Linked DNA regions of Bombyx mori: region 2 is linked to region 1. The links are chromatin contacts, called in public Hi-C maps. All regions are on one chromosome and are shown on one strand. Each heading gives the region's core, a stretch centred on a gene start, on an enhancer-like site or on the middle of the called end of the contact. The rest is flanking DNA. Distances are from core to core; before and after follow the strand shown. Region 1 holds the start of LOC101737038 (mushroom body large-type Kenyon cell-specific protein 1). Region 2 overlaps LOC101737038 (mushroom body large-type Kenyon cell-specific protein 1).

Region 1 (5,629 bases), core at 2,116-4,615:
CTCAGTATAGTTACAACAGCTGCCCCACCCTTCAACACATTCTGCTTCACGGCAGAAATAGGCAGGGCGTTGGTACCTACCCGCGCGGACTCACAAGAGGTCCTACCACCAAATGAATTATTATTCCGTGTCTTCACTAAAGGAAGAGGAACCGTAGCTGAGGAGTTGAAGAGTCATGGCGAGCACTGGCTCAGGTGGAATAACGTGCTAATGACCCAATGCTGTCACTCTCGATGACTTTGAAGTGTTATATGCTGTAAAACGGCTGCTTCACTCTTCAACAACTCGACGGTGGCAGAAATAGGCAGGACCGCGGTGCCTATTCGTGCGGGCTGACAATACGCACCACGCATCAGATCGGCTGTTTGTATACGCGCGGGAGAGTGACGTAAGCAACTCTCTATCCGGGGAATCGCGATTTCGATCCAGTAGTAGATTCATTCGCGAAGCAGCTGCTCTCGAGTTGTTAGGACTCCTTTGGAGGCGCTCGGGCAGCTGTTAGCAAATCCCACCCCTCTTGGCTGAGCCTTTGCGCGCCCACCTGTCCTGGTGAAACTAGAAAGACGGGCCACAACTAATCCATTAATTAAAAAAAAAACCGGATAATTTCAACCGGTCTGTCTATGTACCTTCTGTGGTCTACGGTGCTCATATTTATTCCTCATGTCACTTTTTGAAAATATATCGTGGAAGTGGTATTGTAGAAGTATTTTGTATATTTACTCAAAATCCCTGCCTATGCCTTTAATTAGGACACATCAAAAATAACCCATAGCTTAAATAACGTAGAGAGAGAGAGAGAGAGAGAGAGAGAGAGAGAGAGAGAGAGAGAGAGAGAGAGAGAGAGAGAGTATTCTTTATTGTACACCAAAAAATAAATAAACAGTGCGATACATTAAATACAAAGAAGTACAATTGGCGGTCTTATCGCTAAGAGCGATTATGGTATTATGGTAGATTGTAAGTTAAAAATATTATTAACTCTGTATTTTGTGCTAGCCTTGTCTAGCCGATTCATACGACACTGTCATCGCCGTTCGTCATTTGAATATTATATCCGAATCGTTCCATATTCGAAAATGACAATAAATTGAAAGTAAAAGCCCACACGCACACTCACAAAATTTGTATACAACACTGACCTTTCTCAACATAAGGACTACATACGGCCGAATACAGGGGGTCGATGACCGGCGACACCGCCCGAGGCCGAATGTGCACGATGCATTCGGCAGGACTCGTTTAAAAAAAAAAAAGAACATAACCAAAATCACTTTTGCTTCGAATTGAAAACGAGAGCCGAATTCGCAAATTGAATTTTCGTTCCGAATTTCGAATTCAATTTTCGAACGGCCAGCTATTTTTAGGACGCATTTAATCATAAAGATAAAACATTATGTGACATTAAAATTACAAAAAAAAATTAAATGCGTCAATGTTGCCATTTTATTTTATAACAACATTTTCGTACAAGCTTATTTTTAATGCACTTTGTGGCCGGTTATCCGGTAAAGCGGCTAAATTTTGCTGGATAATAGATTGTTTGATGGGTATTTCACAGTCGCATGCTCCCTGTTCACGGATAGCTTGTGCCCTTTGTGGAGCTGGTGGGTCGAGATTGTTCGGATGCCCAATAAGCTCCACACGATCCGCCATGTAAATGTAAGTTTCTAGTTAAATTATTTTGTATTTCATAACAACATAGTTGTTTTCGTTGTTCGGAATTGGTGAGTCACACTTAACGCTAGGTGGGTCTGTAAAGATATACGACAAAGGGAAGATCTTCCACCGAGCTGGTCATATTTGCTCGGTAGACCGACGGTCCGAAGGTTGTTGGTCGTATATATGCAGGCTTATCTTGAAAATGTCGTAAGCGAGATTCAGGCATCTGTCAAATATCTTGCGTTCTATGATGGCTACCCGCCACATGTCGATGCAGATTTTGTCAAATATTTTATTCGTACAAATATGTATACAGCTTTTAATTTAATTTTTTTAATTCTGATCCCTTTGCGTCACGTAACCTTGCAGAGTGACGTCAGTGCTTCGTTTTCGTGAGTTCTTTTCCTTAAGAACCGTTGTTTAATGCGAATGAAACTTTAAAACCTCAAAATTTTGAAACAATCGATTCCGAAACCCGTTCGCGTTATATATAAAACGGTTCCGCTCGGGACTTTAACAAAAATTTCAACGATATTTGACGTTGTTTTAATTTTTGTAATAAAAGAACACTTATTGCGGCATAACTATAATATTTAGACATATGCTGTCGCAACGCTTTTTGTAAATAATAATGTGTTCTACAAAGTCGTAGTACATTATTTTATTCTATCATCAATAGTTTTCGCAGGGCACGCGAGTTAAAGAATATTTTAGGTAATTTTTTTACACCTTGGGTTACATTATTGGAGTTTTAGTAAGGATCCCTAATTTTTTTCAAAAAACAATTATAGCCTATGTTACTCGGGAATAATGTAGCTTCCAAAGAGTGAGAGAATATTTTAAATCGGTTCAGTAGTTTCGGAGCCTATTCAATACAAACAAACAAATATTTCCTCTTTATAATATTACTAGCGACCCGCCCTCGCTTCGCTTCGGAAACATTAAAACACATATGAAACCAAAAAAAAAAAATTAAAAAAAGTAACCTATGTTCATCAGGGACAATGTCAGCTTCTAATGGAAAAAGAATTTTTCAAATCGGTCCAGTAGTTTCGGAGCCTATTCGAAACAAACAAATCTTTCCTCTTTATAATATTAGTATAGATTAGTAGCTACAGATTAAATTATCAAAAAAAATATACCGGGATTTGTTTTAAATTGAATGGCTACTTGCGGTTGAACGCGTTTTCCTGTTTCGAAATTGATGAGCGCGTATCTAATTAAGTAGATTATATTTTTTTGGCGCGCTCATTAGGTTTTCCTTGAATCCGTAGGTAAGCAGTTTTAGAATACTAGGTCGGTGAGTTCCTCGAATTCGTGCACACAAAATTAATAGACATTTTTTGCGGAAATGTGCATTTTGTGTTTAGAATGTCGCGCTGTATGACCTACATACATAACGCTAAAATTAATTTCGTTAATACGCGTACGATACAAAAAAGAAAAAAAAACATGGCGTCATGGCACATTTACATTGTTCCCTGATTCGGGGGTTTATTCTCGTGTCGGCGACTCATCCTACGCCGGCCTTCACCGGGTCCGGTACGAACGCGTACCTCCGCAGCTGACCGATACGAAATTACATAGTTAACGCATTACGAGCGACGAGCATCGCGTTCGGTTTATTGACGCCGCACATCCGTCTGAACTTGCGAGTTAAAGTAAGCCCCCGCGAATGTCACCTAGCGAGCGCCCTCAGTACAACTGCAGGCCCGTGCATGTCCGCACGATCTATGCAGCGGCGCGCTAATAACGCCCGACTATAATTAATAAGCCATAAGATGACAGTTCGAATTCGAATTCCGAATGTTCGAATTTAGGAGCGGAACGGTCGGGAGCGCGCGCGCGACAGAGACCGGTATATATCTTCGCGCGTCTGCTATTTCGGTGACGTCGGCCGGTGCATAGAGAAATAATAATGAAAAGTGGCATTCACTATTCAGTAATTTCGTTGTGTTTACGCGTCGTGCTGGCTTGTTTTGTGGACGGCGGTTTCTTTTTTTTTTTTGTTCGTTTTTTTTTTTTTGTTTTTCGAATCGGCGTGACATCTCAGCGGAACTAGTGGCGCCCTCTGGACGGATCGTGTGCTCAACGCGACTGTGTGTAGTAGTAGTACACACGGTCGTAAATATTGTAATTCACGGACCTGTCACAACAATGGCAGGAACCTCGTGGACGTATTAACGTACAATGTATTTATGATGTGTGATGTGACGCGTTTTTGGCGCGGCCGAACCGCGGCCGGCTCGTAGCGCAGAAAATTGAGCTAGCGGTGGTGATACTTTTTTTTTTTTTTGTAATTCCAAACTTTACCTACGGCGATCTTCAGTTGCGCGCGAGCTGTCCCCGCACGCGCCTCGCGTCCCCCTAACGAAACGAAAACCGCCGAAAAACCACCGAATGTGTCCCGATTCGGCCTCGAGTCCCGCCGAAACGCGACCAGCCGAACTCCGTGCGAACCACTTCGAAGCGTTCCATTTTCGAATCCGTTCATACAACGCAGCGCGCGTTCGATGACCTCATAAAGTGAAACTAATTAATTTTCGCTCCTCTTTCACTTTGCTCAATATTGTGATTTAGACTTTAGTGCCTTGCCCGTACAAAAAAAAGAACTCGAAGAATATCGTGATGATACAGTGCAAACTAAGTTAATTAAAATAGTTAGTTTAATCAGAGTGTATTTTGCGAACTATACGTTTGTATTAAGAAACGTTTGAATCCGGAATGGAGCACGTCGTGAATGGACAAATACTGCGCTTTGTCTAGGTGAGTGTTATACGATAAGACGTGCCATTGTTTGTCAAAGTTGCGCGATGTTTCTTAACGCCTATCAATCGGATGACGGCTCTGCGTAAGCGCCTATCTTAATCTATGAACTTGATTGGAGCGAAACGAAATCAGCCGCGAGCCGGTCGCATTCCTAGTGCGCGACTCGAAATCGCGTATGGGAACTTCGCTTCTGTGATTAAGGGCAAGCGATTATGACCCTTCTCGGTTATCGGGCTGGGAGGGTTTTTCGTTGTTTTTCGCGTGCACTGGTTTCGGGTTGACGAACTGTTCTGTTGTTTTTCGTTCGCCGCTCGCTTTGAACATACGCGATGTTGCGGATGCATTGGCCTTCGAGCCAACACAGTTAGCTGCATACAGTATGGAGTCCGATAGGCACTGAAACTGAATTCAATACAATCTCAACGATGCAATGTTGACTGGGACAATTTTTTTTATTGCTTAGATGTGTTGACGAGCTCACAGTCCACCTGGTGTTAAGTGGTTACTGGAGCCCATAGACATCTATAACGTAAATGCGCCATCCATCTTGAGATATAAGCTCTAAGCTCTCAGTATAGTTACAACGGCTGCCCCACCCTTCAAACCGAAACGCGTTACTGCTTCACGGCAGAAATAGGCGGGGTGGTGGCACCTACCCGTGCGGACTCACAAGAGGTCCTACCAGCAGTGATTACGCAAAATATTTTGCGAGTTTGATTTTTATTACACGCTGTTATTCCTTTACCGTGGAAGTCAATCGTGAATATTTGTTATGTACATATCGTTATGTACTATGTTTTTAGGATGTACATTTTCGGAACAAAAGTATTTTGGGCGATTCAATCGTTTTGAATTAGGGAAATCCCTATGAGTGTCTGTGCGGTCAACGCGTTACAATTAAATTAAATATATGTATTGCCGAAAAACAAGGAAACATTAGTTAGGTATATTAGACACGTAGGAACAGCAACTAAATCAATTGAAAAGACGAGTGGATGAAGAAGGGGTTAAGTACAATTTTTAAGATTTTTTAGGTTTTACATTGAATGATGGTTTTATATGCCTATAGACCATCTCGTATGTCGTAACACTCTTATCAGAGCGGTCGTGGTCGTCGTCCAGCATCATTGCCGTGGGCAGATGTTATGCGCCTCATGAGGAACCGCCACTCCGCACCAATAACTCCATTCTTCAAGAA
Region 2 (5,629 bases), core at 1,022-3,521, 190 kb after region 1:
TATTTGGCACAGAACACCGAAATTCACAGTCAACTGTGTTGTTTTGTCCTAATTCAATTCGATAATATGTCAATTAAATTATTGAAATATCATTATTATTTTGTACAATTTCGCGTGCGTTTCTGCTTTAATTTAGAAATACGTTTTTAAAATGCAAGTCCTACCGTGCTGTGTGTGTTACAAGTTCTTCCGATGCTGCCAGCCTATCGGGAATAACTGGAGGTGACTACTTATAGATCTATACTAGAATCGTAAGCTTATGGCTTAAAGGTCCCGAAAACTTTTTCTCAAAACAACGGCAAAGGGTTGTTGCTCATGGCGTAAATGTACTTTTTGACTCGAGATAATTTTTTTACATAAATTGTCAAACGAATTCACAGCTGACCTGCTGGTTTAGTGGCTTCATAGACGCCGCAGTATGGACCCCACCAGCTTGGGATGTGAAGCTGGAGTATCAATTGTATTGAAATACCGCTTGTTTTAACTTTCAAACCACAATTAATCATTTAGGCCTTGTTTCTTTCTCAAATTAAGCATACATTCCAATCTTAAAGATTTAACATTAATCGATTGTAACTGCATAATGATCTTAACGTGTGTGAGACGCCGGTAACATCAATTAAATTTCTTCGAGTACCACTTAAGGTCGAGAAGCACAAAAGCATGCCTAATAAAATTTAACACTGTTAAAAAAATACATCTATATAGTTAATAGTTCAAAAGCATAGTCTCGCGTGTGTGAGCGATGGGTAGCAGCCATTTTTTGTGTCGGCCATTTTGTTATTTATTTCAGGCCGTGTTGCCTAGCAACCGAATATCTGGTGTATTTCAATTGCAAAGAATGTTATTACGTAGAATTTTGTTCGGGCTATAGTTTCTTCTTCAGTTTTTACGTGTCGGACAAATAATTAAAACCTATTTTTACAACATAAAGATTCGTTCTGTGTGAAATGAAGAACGTAGAATCTTAAAGAAAATTAGCACTATATTCAAACGTCGATAAATAACACCTATGTCGTCCGTGACAAAGAAAATTGTAAAGTAGTCCAAGCATCGGATATAATATTTAATATAAAAATATCGTTTCAATGTTAATCAATTCATTTCAAATTGAAAATAAAAAAAGTAATTTTTGTCGCTCAGCCACGAAAATTTCTAGAACAATGCAATTGCGACTTACATTATCATTTAACACCAGGTGAACCGTGAACTCATTCAAATACATATCATTAAACAACATGTGCAATATCGCAGCAGGCGATAAATAAAAGAAGCCTTCAAGACATTTTTTTTTATTGCTTAGATGGGTGGACGAGCTCACAGCCCACCTGGTGTTAAGTGGTTACTGGAGCCCATAGACATCCACAACGTAAATGCGCCACCCACCTTGAGATATAAGTTCTAAGGTCTAAAGTAGGTATAGTTAAAAACAGCAATAGCATAACATCAATCTTTGTGCCTAGGTTGTCTGAAAGCGATAAAGCGGCGGCCCCTTCGTCTCCAAGTCCTGTAGAACAGCCGTTAGACCTGAGCGCCAAGTCCACGTCCAGCACCAGCGGTACGCCTCCGCCTGACCCCAAATTCTTGGATAGCAGGTGAGAAAAACGTTGAAAACATTATGTTCGTTAATCAACATAATTTTCAGGGTCTAATCAACTGCTTTTGATCGATGACCGGTTTTACTGGTGGCAGGACCTCTTGCGAGTCCGCACGGGTAGGTACCACCACCCGTTATTTCGCCCCATTTCTCTCAATTGTTTTTTTTATTGCTTAGGCTTAGGGTGGACGAGCTCACAGCTCACCTGGTGTTAAGTGGACAAAATTTATTGTTTTGATGTTGATTGTTTGACAAAATTGGATGTTTTGATTGATTGATTTGGCTTAAAATAAAAGAATCAAGGCCGTTAAATAAGTTTAAAAAAATTGTGAATCATAGATTAGGTACAGAGTGACCTGACATTTGCTAGGTCGTACCTTTTTTTATAAATAAGCAAAGACAAAAAAAAAATACACAACTTTAGTGTTTTTCATTAATTGTCTTTTTGTGTGTAACTATTATAGGTAAAAGATATGAATAAATAATTATTGAAGTTGATTGTGGCGAAACTTAGATTATTCTGAAACACTATGTATTTTACTTCTAAAATGGGATCTAATATTTCAATTTAATCCACAACACTGACCATGGGGTCGTTTCGTGCATTCGTAACGGACGCGTTCACATAATACCACTTCCTACAGCCATCTCGGATTACACAAACAATAATGTGAACGCACCCATAAAACTATGAAAACTAAACCGAACGCGTCTTATAGTTCGATGAACTATTGACAGCTAACGATAACGGTGGCCATTTTGAATTATTATTGCTTCATAAAAACTAATTTGTATTTTGATACAGTTAAATTAATATTGATTACGCTTTTGTTTTCTATTGTGACCCGAAGCTTAATGTCCTCTTTTAATTATTAAACTCATATTTTTATTTGTATAGCTTCGTTGAGGTCGATAACAGCCATTTTAAATTACTTTTTCACGCAATAAAATATTTAGTATGTTTGTCAGTTTTCCCGCGTCATAGACATAACTAAAACTATTATTTTAATAACAGGTTTACTGGTGGTAGGACCTCTTGTGAGACCGCACGGGTAGGTACCACCACCACGCCTATTTCTGCCGTGAAGCAGTAATGCGTTTCATTTTGAAGGGTGGGGCAGCCGTTGTAACTATACTGAGATCTTATAACTTATATCTCAAGGTGGGTGGCGCATTTACGTTGTAGATGTCCATGGGCTCCAGTAAGCACTCAACACCAGATTAGGTATAGAGTGACCTGATATTTGCATTAAGGATCTTAGGCTACGCGTAGGGACGCGTAATCACAAACGTTCCAGTAATCTGTTGACGTCAGATCAACTGTATAGCCTATTTGCTAGATCGAACCTTTTTTTTAAATAAGCAAAGACAAAAAAAATTATACGAATTGTTAATTGAGTGTAACTATTATAAATGATATGAATAAATAGAGAATGCCTTAGGCATTAAGTCCGCCAATGTAAATTTTACATGAAGTGTAATAAATAAATAAATAAATAAAGTCTCTTAAGCAACAAAACGGGATTTGATTGTATCATCAGATGTTTGACTTCGTAACATTGCATAGTATCAAATGGCTTGATGTCCGTTTCAAGCGTAATCCGTAACAATAAACAAGCTTGAGCGTTTCTCTGAAAGAAATTAATTGCAATTCCCTTCGTAGAAGTTCAGGGACCCCTTATCGAGCGCATAGCCGAAGAAACGGGCTTATCACGATGCATGTGTAAATAAATCATTGCGAAATTAAATGCACTTTGGATTATTATTTTTTTATCATAAAAACGCAAGTACTCGACGGTCCAACGCACTTACCAGTTTTATTTTTTTTAACATGACTAATGTTCTTGTAACGTGTGTCACTTTAATTGTTTATTGCAGTGATTCTCAACCTTTTTTTTGTTGCGGCACACATTTAACGATTTCAAAATTTGGCGGCACACAAAAAAAAAAAGATAAAAATTATTTACTTACTACATACAACACACTGCATAAATAGTTTATCAAAAAATTTTAATATACGAAATAAACTAAAATATACTATATATATTTTTTTTGTGGATTTAAATATATAGGTATTCATGTTTAAAATATTTTTCTTTTAAAATGATATAATTTAATAATACTAACATTATTATATATTCGCAAAATTTGGCGGCACACTTTTGAAATTTGGCCGCACACAAATGTGCCGCGGAACAGTGGTTGAGAATCACTGGTTTATTGATAGGACCCTCAGTGAGTAATCGCAGTAGGGGACCTACTGAATTATCAACGAAAACATTCCAAACAAATGCCACGTTTGAAATATTTTGGATGTATTGACGGGAACGCGACGAGGGAAGTCGTGTGAACTATTTCATTATGTTGTAAAGTTTCTTCAGGTTTAAACGTGGCTTATTAACTGTTTTGCATTAATAAAAGTACGCAAGTGTGCGAGAGGGAAAGAAAGCTCCGGTCACCGTTCTCGTCGAACCCGTCGCTTGCAACGAAGGGCTCGACGAGTAAACTAACTCTCAGACACAGCCCACTGAGTTTCTCGCCGGATCTTCTCAGTGGGTCGCGTTTCCGATCCGGTGGTAGATTCTGCGAAGCACGGCTCTTGCTAGGGTTCGTGTTAGCGTCATCGTCAGGTTTGAGCCCCGTGAGCTCACCTACTAGCCACGGTTACGCTGGAATAGCCGCTCCAGGCTACCAGCTTAGTTAGGAAAAAAAAAGAAAGAAAGCCGCTCAGTATAACCTCTCGGGTTATTTCAAAAAGCCCTCTGAAGTCGCTGTAAATTCGTAATATTTCACTGGAACGTTTATAAATGAATCAACTACGTCAACATTCGGCTACATTTTTGCATAACATAAAATGTATTTGTGTAATATATTATAGTATATTTTTTTTAAGTCGACAGTGACAACCCTAATATCCCAATAATAGCCAATACTACAAAGGAGAAAAAAACCACACTGAGTAAAGTTAAATGACGATGACAATTTTTTTTTTGGGAAGTTCATTTTCTAAATACATGGCTAGTTTGTGATAGTCCAGTAACTGGCTACTGCTTATCAACGCACCAATGTAAAGCAAAAATACATTTGGCAAAGAGGTTTTTTATTTATTCTGAGATGGGTGGTTGAACTCCGCGTCCCACCTGGTATTATGTGGTTATTGAACAAAGTTAGTAGACAAAAACCCGATAAGTTTATCGTAAGCATATTTTTTTATATAAATATTTTAAACAGCTAAATAAATTTTAAAACTAAGCCACAGCGCATGATGTCATGTGTGGTTAATTGGTAAGTATGAGGGTGAGATGTAAGTGATTTAAATTTTGCCACAAATGACGTCACACTCAATGCAATTGCGTTCAGCCGTGTCTTGTAAGGTCTGCGTGGTCGTCCTTAAAGAAAATGAATAAGAAAGAAGAAAATTAGGATGTTAATCTAAACTTGAACAACTAATTTTAGACTATGTAATATCGATCCCACTGAGTTTCTCGCCGGATCTTCTCAGTGGGTCGCGATTCCGATCCGGTGGTAGATTCTGCGAAGCATTGCTCTTGCTAGGGCCAGTGCTATCAACACTCCCGGTTTGAACCCCGTGAGCTCATCTACACGTCAAGGAGAAGCTGAAATAGCCCCTCAAGGCTATCAGCATAGGTAGGAAGGAAAACAAATCGGTCAAATCTTCAGTAAAGTGAAACGCATCTCACAAAACACAATAGCCAATCGATAACTGAATATAGTTCGCTAACGAAGGATGTGGGTCGACTCGCAAAACAAAAACCAGTCTGACGGTGCATTGACCTTGCAGCAAACGAACGCACTCCGAAACAAAAACGACTTTAACATCTGTGCAATACGACATAAGCTCGTGTAAAGCAATTGTTCAGAAAAATAAAGTACTTTAAATTTTAAGATGAAATTGAAGACGCGAAACGCTTGCAGTGAAGAATGAACTTTATCTCGAATGTCGTGAGGTCAATTTCAGAGTGTGAAGCGATAAATGACTGTTTGTAGCAGGGCTGCCGTAGCCCTTTGAAA

What was found. Hi-C and Micro-C count contacts between places; a contact is called where the count stands out from the background.
Region 2: a Hi-C map of posterior silk gland shows a contact between it and region 1, with 2.1 times the contacts expected there. The contact joins the enhancer-like site here to the promoter of LOC101737038 in region 1. A contact is called at or near these places in 3 of 7 Hi-C or Micro-C datasets (middle silk gland, posterior silk gland and whole pupa).

The regions. Positions count from the first base shown.
Region 1 is chr26:2,765,837-2,771,465 of ASM3026992v2, forward strand. It overlaps LOC101737038 (mushroom body large-type Kenyon cell-specific protein 1), which reads left to right and starts at 3,366. Exons shown (of 7, transcript XM_021352441.3): 1 at 3,366-4,428.
Region 2 is chr26:2,960,635-2,966,263 of ASM3026992v2, forward strand. It overlaps LOC101737038 (mushroom body large-type Kenyon cell-specific protein 1), which reads left to right. Exons shown (of 7, transcript XM_021352441.3): 6 at 1,464-1,595. Among protein-coding and RNA genes, the nearest start is that of LOC101737173, 20 kb to the right of the region's middle. Within about 2 kb of position 2,272, at least 3 of the 8 cell types and tissues checked have open chromatin away from gene starts, as enhancers often do.